2 separate regions of the Sus scrofa genome follow, and region 2 is linked to region 1. A link is a contact called in public HiChIP or PLAC-seq data. All regions are on one chromosome and are shown on one strand. The core of a region is the stretch at or near the end of the contact, and the rest is flanking DNA. Distances in the headings are between cores, read along the strand shown. Region 1 overlaps LOC110260822 (a long non-coding RNA gene). Region 2 holds the start of BTG1 (BTG anti-proliferation factor 1).

Region 1 (4,050 bases), core at 623-3,122:
AGAACCAGCTCTTAGAAGTCGCCCTCTTCTGTGATGGCTACCTTCCTAACTTAGAGAGCTGATCAGCTTATTTCCTTGCTAAGAATTTGTTACTGCTCTCCAGAGCTTTCAAGTTTATGGTATGATTTTGATTCTTTGGCCCCCATCTCAGTCAAGCCTGATCATCTCACACCTCTCAGCATGTCCTTTCCTCTGTCCATAGCGTGCTTTTTCATGCTTCTGCAATTTCACCCATGATGCTAACACAGCCTAGAAAACTCTCTTCTCCATTATATGCATGGCTAACTCGTATTTATTTTTAAAACTTCAGCTCTATTGGCATCTCTTTCCAAAAGCCTTCCTGATACCTAGTCCTTTAGATGTTGCTCCTCTGGGCTCTGTTAGTGCTCTGAGTATACTGCTGCCGAATTTGTTACTCCTCCTTAATCCTAACCTTAAGGTTTTCCCGTGTGTTCCTAGACACCAGCAGTGCCTGGCTCGTAACCTGGTATCCACTGTACTTCTCTGGATTGGATAAGTCAACACAGTCTATATAGGGGGGACATGCCACAGTGACAATGAAAATCACCCATGTGATTAGCTTGATTGCCGCAAGGGAAGTCCAACCCTAACGACAATACCTGTGAAGGCAGTAGAGTGAAGACTTAAGGAGGCAAAGGGGAACAAATTGAAAAAGTGAGAAACTAGGAGACCAAAAGAAACTTAGGATAAATCTTATAGTGTTCTAGCCAAGGGTTGAAATGTCTGTTAGGTTGCAGGCGCATCCTTAAAGAGCGGGGCAGACTTTATTGGATTTGCAGTGTGTGAGAGGTAAGGAATAGATGGCGTAAAGGCAAGGGTATGTTTGAATGACTTGCGGAAAGTCAGGTTGGCTGCAGCAGAATGATCAAGGGTGCCATGGGCTGAATCCTGTCCCCTCTGATTTCATGTGCTGGAGTCTTAACCCCTGGTATGTGAGAATATGACTGTGTTTGAAGATAGATCCTTTTAAAGAGATGACTATGTTAAAATGAAGGTGTGAGCCCTAATCCTGTCTGACTGGTGTCCTTATTAAAAGAGGATATTTGGACACAGAGAGACACCAGAGGAAAGACCATGTGAGGACACAGTGAAAAGATGGCCACGTTCAAGCTAAGGAGAGACATTTCGGAAGAAACTAAATCCGGTGACACCGTGAGCGTCCATGACTGTGGGAAAATAAGTTTCTGTTGTTTCCATCACCCATTCTGGAGTATTTTGTTACGGCAGCCCTAGCAAACTGGTCTAGAGAGGATGAGTAATGCACAAAGCCGGCAAAATAACAGCAGTTTCGGCGGAGGGAACGGGGGAGAATTATGTTGTCAGGTCATTGTAAAGATTTAGGGTTTTATTCTAGTGAAAGGGGAAGCCAGTGGAGGATTCGGAGCCGGTTAATAGGATGAGCTGGCTTTTACTTTCATGCAGATGGGGAGCTGATAATCAGGAGTCATGCTGATAGGACAGTCAGCGTTGGCCACTGTGTAGGAGAGAAGAGGTAGAAACGCCGAGAGGACCTTGAGATGCTTCCTCCCTTCCATTAAGCAAGTGAAAACACTAAAGAACAAAGGAAGAAAACTGAGGGTTCCAAAGTGACTTACCCAGGGTGACAGAGTAATTGCATACGCTCCCAGGAATAGGAACCAGGCATCCAGGGCTCTTTACTACTTTGTGCTTGGGGAGAGATGCCTTTGGCTTCTCATGGGAAGAACACAGTTGGATCGCCTCATGTTTGGGGGAGGCTGGCTGTGTATCCTTGTGAGCAGTTAACACTTGAGTGAACTGTGGTGTCCACGGAATACTCGGTGACACTTTCAGCTGCCCAGCCATGTCTCTGTGACTCAAGGACGCGCAGCTTAAAAGACTGGCAGGAGCACGTGGAAATTATTCATGGGCTCTCGTCACAGACTGTGTTTCCACAGATGTCCTTCATGGTAGATCATTTCATTGACAGAACAATTTTCAGAGACGAGAACAATGGCGATGGCTGATCTCTGTGAGAATTGATAAAGGTTGATAAAGAATTCGTGTGTTTATACAGATATATGCATTGTATATACACGTGTTGTATATCTAAATTACTGTATATACATGTATACAAGATATACATATACGTATGCACATAATATATACATATGTATACATATACGTATAGTATATTATGTACGTACTGTATCATATATGTATATGTAATAGAAATATCAAATTTGAAGGTAATGAAATAGGCTTAAGAGTATAAATATACTTAATTAAGTATATGCAGTATGTTGCACAGAGATCTGAGTTTAAAACACAATTCTGGCTCTTAACTGACAGTATGAACTTGGAAAAGATATTGACCCTTAACCAGTTTCCTCATCCATAAAATAGAATAATAATCCTGACTGTCATGGGCCATGACCAGGCAAGAAGAGATACTTAAGATAATGCGCTTAAGACTATACCTGGGTCATAGTAAGTGCTCAATTAGGGTAGCTTTTATTTTTATTATTTTTTCCTTCTGATTACTCTGGATTTAATTTCCTCCTCTTTTTCTAGTTTCCTAAGGTGATTTATCTTTCTTCTTTTCTAATGCAAACATTTAATGCTATAAACTTCCGTTTAAGCACTGATTTTATTGAGTTCCACAAATTTTGATATATTATGTTTTAATTTTCATTCAGATCAAAATATTTTCTAATATCTTTTATGATTTTCTCTTTGATGCATGGGTTAATCTCCAAATATTTAGAGAGTTTTGCACAGATATATTTCTGTTATTGAGTTCTAAATTATATTATGATCAGAGAACATACTTTGTATAAAATGAATCCCCTTAAATTTATTGAGAACTGTTTTATAGCTCATAATAGCCTTTCTAATTTTACTGAATGCTTTGAGTGCCCTTCAAAAGAATGCATATTCTGCTGTTGCTCGATGGAGCATTCTGTATATTTAATTAGGTCAAGTTGGTTGACAGTTTCGTTCTAGAATTTAAGGAGTCTATATCCTCACTGATTTACTGTCTACTTTTGCTGTTAGTTACTGAGAGCAGAGTGTCAGAATTTCTAACTATAATTATTGGAACCATAAAAAGTCAGATATTAATAGAGTCAGTCTAGCTTTCCTTCATTTAGGTTTCACATGGCATTCTTTTGCCGTCCTTTTATTTTCAATTCATACAATCTATTTAGGGAGTTCTTGTCGTGGCTCGGTGGAAACAAATCTGACTAGGAACCGTGAGGTTGTGAGTTCGATCCCTGCCCTTGCTCAGTGGGTTAAGGATCCGGTGTTGCTGTGAGCTGTGGTGTAGGTTGCAGACGCGGTTGGGATCCCGCGTTGCCGTAGCTATGGCTTAGGCTGGCGGCTACAGCTCTGATTAGATCCCTAGCCTGGGAACCTCCATATGCTGTGGGTGCGGCCCTAAAAAAGACAAAAAATAAAGTCTATTTAAGCGTATCTTTCAAGCAGCACATTATCTGTCATTTAATTAAAGTGTGTAGGCTTTTTACATTTACTGAGGTCATGGATATTATTAGTTTCAAATCTTCTAGATTGCTGTTTATTATTTATCTATCCTCTCCATTATCTATTCCTCTCCATTTTTTTTGTAACAGGTATTTTTAATCTTTTATTTTCATTATTGTCTTATTAGCTATAACTTTTTTTATTTTTCTAGTGGTTACCGTAGGGTTTACAGTATATATTTTTAACTTTTCACAGTTTCCCATCAAGTATTGTTATAAAAACTCACAAACTATGTAAGAATTTTACATTATGTATCTATTTCCCCTTCAATTGTTATGCTTTGTTGCCATAATTTTTACTTGTACTTGTGACATAAAGTCCAGAAATCACTGCTTTTTTTTTTTCTTTTTGACTTTGACAAGTTTCCCATCTCTTAAAGAGATGGGAAAATTGCAGGAAAAAAAAATCTGTTCTTATTTACCTATGTATTCTCTACTTCTGGTGCTCATCATTCCTTTGTAAAGACCCACATTTCTACCTGTTACCATTTTTCATCTGTGTAGAGAATTCCCTTTAATGTCTGTTGAA
Region 2 (4,278 bases), core at 969-3,468, 250 kb after region 1:
CCCCCAAGATAAGAGTAATTTCTTAAATCCACTTGTCTCTTAAAGGAATGATTTCAGGTGTGAAACACACATATATAATAAAAAACAGTGGGAGGAAAAAAGGATATGTGAGTTAAACTTTGTTCACTCTATTCAACTGATTTTAAAAAGATTTCAGAAAGGGTTCAGCTTCTGCATAGAAAGAAGGCTGTTAAAAGTAGTGTACATTTCATAATGTATGCAAATGTCAAATCATCACATAGTACACCTGAAACTAACATGGTTTTGTACATCAAGTATATGTCAATGAAAGAAAAAAAAGCAGTGGAGAAAAATAGGGACTGGGAGACGCGTCTGAGTTTAGATCCTAGTATTTTGTTAACAATTATTTCTGTTTTGTAGATGAGTCAATTTAAGCTCAAAATTATTGGGAGTCCAAGTTGGAGACCAGGCTTGGAGGTCAACAGATTTCTATTCTAGTTCTCAAATGACTGATGATTAAGGAAAGTGAATAGAGCAGATGATTAACGGTGGGTGGGGTTTAGAAGGATATCAGAAAATCTTGTTCTAGGGTTATGGTAATTTTAAGGATTTACTCCTGTTTCCCTATCTCCTTTTTCATTAGTAAAAGAGGTTTCACATCCTTAGTGAAATAATTACCACCACGTTTATTTATAAGCACAGTTCTATGTGAAAAGTTCTAGAAGGAAATATTACCATTATTTTTGATGCTTTTATCCAATGAAAGTACTTTCACAAGTCATGCTTTTAATACTATTTCTTAAAGTATTTATTTCACATATAACTACATAATTATTTTGTGTGAATGAAAAAATAACCTCAAAGTTGTTTCAAGCCCAGTTTTACATATTTCATGTGAACAATAAGATTTTTCCTTCTACTGCTTTATAGCAAATTCTACTTTTGCTTCATTTCTATACCCTTTGGCACAGTATTAAAACAAAACAAAACAAAACCTCAAAGTGGTGTGTTTTGCAATATTGATGACCAGCTAAGCTCAGGATATTTATTTCCATCTGGTAGAGTTCAACTTCTGCCTCTTGTTTGCTTTCTCCATCTGGCCGGCTCACCATCTTTTTTTTCTCCTCCTTAATGGAGTTCTGGTTAACCCTCTCTTAGGCCTAATCGTTTTAGCAAGTTCACGCCTTCCTATTTTTTCCTAGTTCAGCAAGTAGGGCTTAACTAAACAAATATCTGAGCAAATTTTATCTTTATTTTCTTGTTTTTATAAAGAGCAACAGAACTCTAAGGCTCAAACAGTTCAGTGGATTAGGAAAAAAAGGAAACAACCTTCTGTTTTGTGCAAAAAAGATGTAAAATGCATTATATAGGTTTCTTTTCTTTTACTAAACTTGTTATAATTACATTTATATTCAATAGCAGCCTTTCTTATCAGTTTTAAGCTGGTCAGTAAGGTCTCCACTTTTCTCTGACTCCTCAAGTTACTGAAACAGCAACCACAAAAGGCTTACTAACCTTTATTTATTTTGCAATTAAACTTTGACAAAGACATGCCCCAACCCTCCGCAAGGGTGGAAGGGAAACGGCTCCGAGGCGTTGGCTGCATGTTTGTGAGAACTGGGTTCCGAAAGCTGCAGGATGCCCCGCGAGAGCCGGTTCCCTCCACTTTTCCCCGCACTCCCAGCTTCCTCAGCACGGGTACCCGCATCCCGCTGCTCTGTATGCTCTTCCTTCCTGTGGAGCCAGGCACGTAGACTCAGCGTGGTGACGGGTTGTAAACACCGAGTACGCGAGCCGGCAGGTGCCTTGAGGCCAGATCCGTGCCGCAGGCGCGCGTGTAGACAGCCTGAGCGGGGCTGCTTTTATCTGCACAGCTCTGTCTCCTCGAGGCGAGCCCAGGCAGCGAACGCTTGCAGAGGATGCGCTGGCGCAGCTCCAGGAGTTGTTGGAGCAGGAAGGAGGAGTTAGGGCTAGGGGCGGGGCTTTCACACGCGCACCCTCTGTTTCCTCCATCCCGTTTTCCCCCCCGCTGGGCCGCCACTCGGGGGTTTATTTGTTTACAAGCGGATTACGTCAGCTCCTCCCTCTCCTCCCGGTCTCTGGGCACGCCCCCTGGCCCCTTTTCCCGCCCCCTTCGGCTCAGAATCTGCTTGCATCACAATGGTGCGATCTCCGGATTGGCTGGAGTCGTCCGTCACGCTCCAGCTACGCCACTTCCTTTTCTCTGCGCTATAAAAAGTGCCGCACGGCCGCTGCATCTCTTTGCCCGTCTGAGCTGGAAATGCAAGTGTTTGGAGCTTCGGAGGCTGCGGAGCTGGAGGCGGAGGCGGCCGGGGCGGTCCGAGCGATGTGACCAGGCCGCCGTCGCTCGTCTCTTCCTTTCTCCTGCCGCCTCCTGTCTCGAAAATAACTTTTTACTATAAAGAAGGGAGGAGAAAAAAGTAGCCGTCCACCGCTCACGCTCTCTCCCCCTCTCAGCCCACTGACCTGTGAGGGAGCCCGGGGTGGCCGCTCCGCCGTCGGGGCCGCACCGCCGAGCCCCGGCCGCCCCGGGCCGCCCCCGCCTGCCGCCCCCATGCATCCCTTCTACACCCGGGCCGCCACCATGATAGGCGAGATCGCCGCCGCCGTGTCCTTCATCTCCAAGTTTCTCCGCACCAAGGGGCTCACGAGCGAGCGACAGCTGCAGACCTTCAGCCAGAGCCTGCAGGAGCTGCTGGCAGGTGAGCGGGCGGCGGCAGGGCGGGGGGCGCCGAGGGACGCGGTGGCACATCTCTGGGCCGGGCCGTCGGGGACGCGGGAGTCTTGGCGGCACTGTGGGCAGGTCGCGCTCGGTTCCGGCAGCGGGACCGTGACTGGCGCGCCCGGCTGCCGCTAACGGCGGGTCCGGGACAGGGTTTGGGGGTGGGCCAAGGGCGCCCCCTCCCCCCACGGCTGGCAGACCAAGGGGACAGGAAAACAGACGCACAACAAAGAAACTGAAGCCGACCGAGGCGGGAGCCGCCGTCCTCGGACGGTCCGCGCATTTGGGGGACAAAGGAGCCGCCGGGCTAGGGTGGATTCGACGCCCCCTCCCCCCCATCCCGTCTAACCGTTGCGGGCCCGACGGCCGGGCCACGGGATGGGAAGGCGCGCCGCTGCCAGGGAGCCAGCCCGGGCCGGACGTGCAGTCTCTCCGCGCCTCCTACCCCTGTCCATTAATCATCGGATTTGTCACCGGTACAATTACTGCCCTGCCCAGAGCGTGGTTTAGGATGGCTTGTTCCATTCCCTTCGGGGCGAACAGTCCAGTGGCGCTCCTCTTCGAAGCCATAAACCCCATTGTGTGTGCGGCTGGGGTGGGGTGGAGAAAGTAAACAGGTTCCCGCCTGGCCACCGGTGCCACCCCGCTGCCCGGCTGGCGGAGGCTGCCCGCCGGATTGCCGTTTTGGCAACTCAACCGGTTGGTTCCCGGAGATTGTTCTGTACGGTGTACTACTGTTATTTCTCAAACCCTGCCCGCTCATTCCCCATCGCCTTACATGGACAGCCGCGGATTCAATGCTGGGTTTTTTTTTTTGTTTTTTTTTTTAAAGAAAGTTGCTAGTTTGCATTTTCCCTCAACGAAGCCAGCCGAAGAAAGAAACTACAGCGGGAGCCAGCAGTAACGATATCTAAGCGCTGTTTCTGTTTTTTTTCTTCTATAGAACATTATAAACACCACTGGTTCCCAGAAAAGCCGTGCAAAGGATCAGGTTACCGTTGTATTCGCATCAACCATAAAATGGATCCTCTGATTGGACAGGCAGCACAGCGGATTGGACTGAGCAGTCAGGAGCTGTTCAGGCTTCTCCCAAGTGAACTCACTCTCTGGGTTGACCCTTACGAAGTGTCCTACAGAATTGGAGAGGATGGTTCCATCTGTGTGCTGTACGAAGCCTCACCAGCAGGAGGTAGCACCCAAAACAGCACCAACGTGCAAATGGTAGACAGCAGAATCAGCTGTAAGGAGGAACTTCTCTTGGGCAGAACAAGCCCTTCCAAAAGCTACAATATGATGACTGTATCAGGTTAAGATATAGTCTATGGATGGATCCTCTTATAATGGATGGATAAATTTGATTTTTGCTTTGGGTGGGCTCCTCTTGGGGATGGATTATGGAATTTAAACCATGTCACAGCTGTGAAGATCTGGCACAAGATAGAGTGGTAAAAAAATTTTTTTAAGTGACAGTGCCATAGTTTGGACAGTACCTTTCAATGACTTAATAGCCTGTGAGTCCAAGTAAATTGATCACCTTATTTGCTAGGGAGTGAAGTCCTGGGGTGGTTTCATTT

What was found. HiChIP or PLAC-seq counts read pairs in DNA pulled down with a chosen protein or histone mark.
Region 2: an H3K27ac HiChIP or PLAC-seq map of skeletal muscle shows a contact between it and region 1. The contact joins the promoter of BTG1 here to the enhancer-like site in region 1. A contact is called at or near these places in 2 of 5 promoter capture datasets (fetal skeletal muscle and liver), 5 of 47 Hi-C or Micro-C datasets (embryonic fibroblasts, heart right ventricle, psoas muscle and 2 more) and 2 of 2 datasets of contacts at active chromatin or transcription factors (alveolar macrophages and skeletal muscle).

The regions. Positions count from the first base shown.
Region 1 is chr5:90,560,134-90,564,183 of Sscrofa11.1, forward strand. LOC110260822 (a long non-coding RNA gene) reads right to left here. Exons shown (of 6, transcript XR_002344333.1): 3 at 1,617-2,009. All of the region lies in intron 1 of LOC110260823 (a long non-coding RNA gene), which reads left to right. Among named protein-coding and RNA genes, the nearest start is that of PLEKHG7, 250 kb to the left of the region's middle. Within about 2 kb of position 1,873, at least 3 of the 83 cell types and tissues checked have an H3K27ac peak or open chromatin away from gene starts, as enhancers often do. A contact at or near this core is called in fetal skeletal muscle and skeletal muscle, where this site is marked.
Region 2 is chr5:90,812,976-90,817,253 of Sscrofa11.1, forward strand. It overlaps BTG1 (BTG anti-proliferation factor 1), which reads left to right and starts at 2,219. Exons shown (of 2, transcript NM_001099936.1): 1 at 2,219-2,684; 2 at 3,648-4,278. The coding sequence starts at 2,537. The coding sequence ends at 4,015. All of the region lies in intron 3 of LOC106510428 (a long non-coding RNA gene), which reads left to right.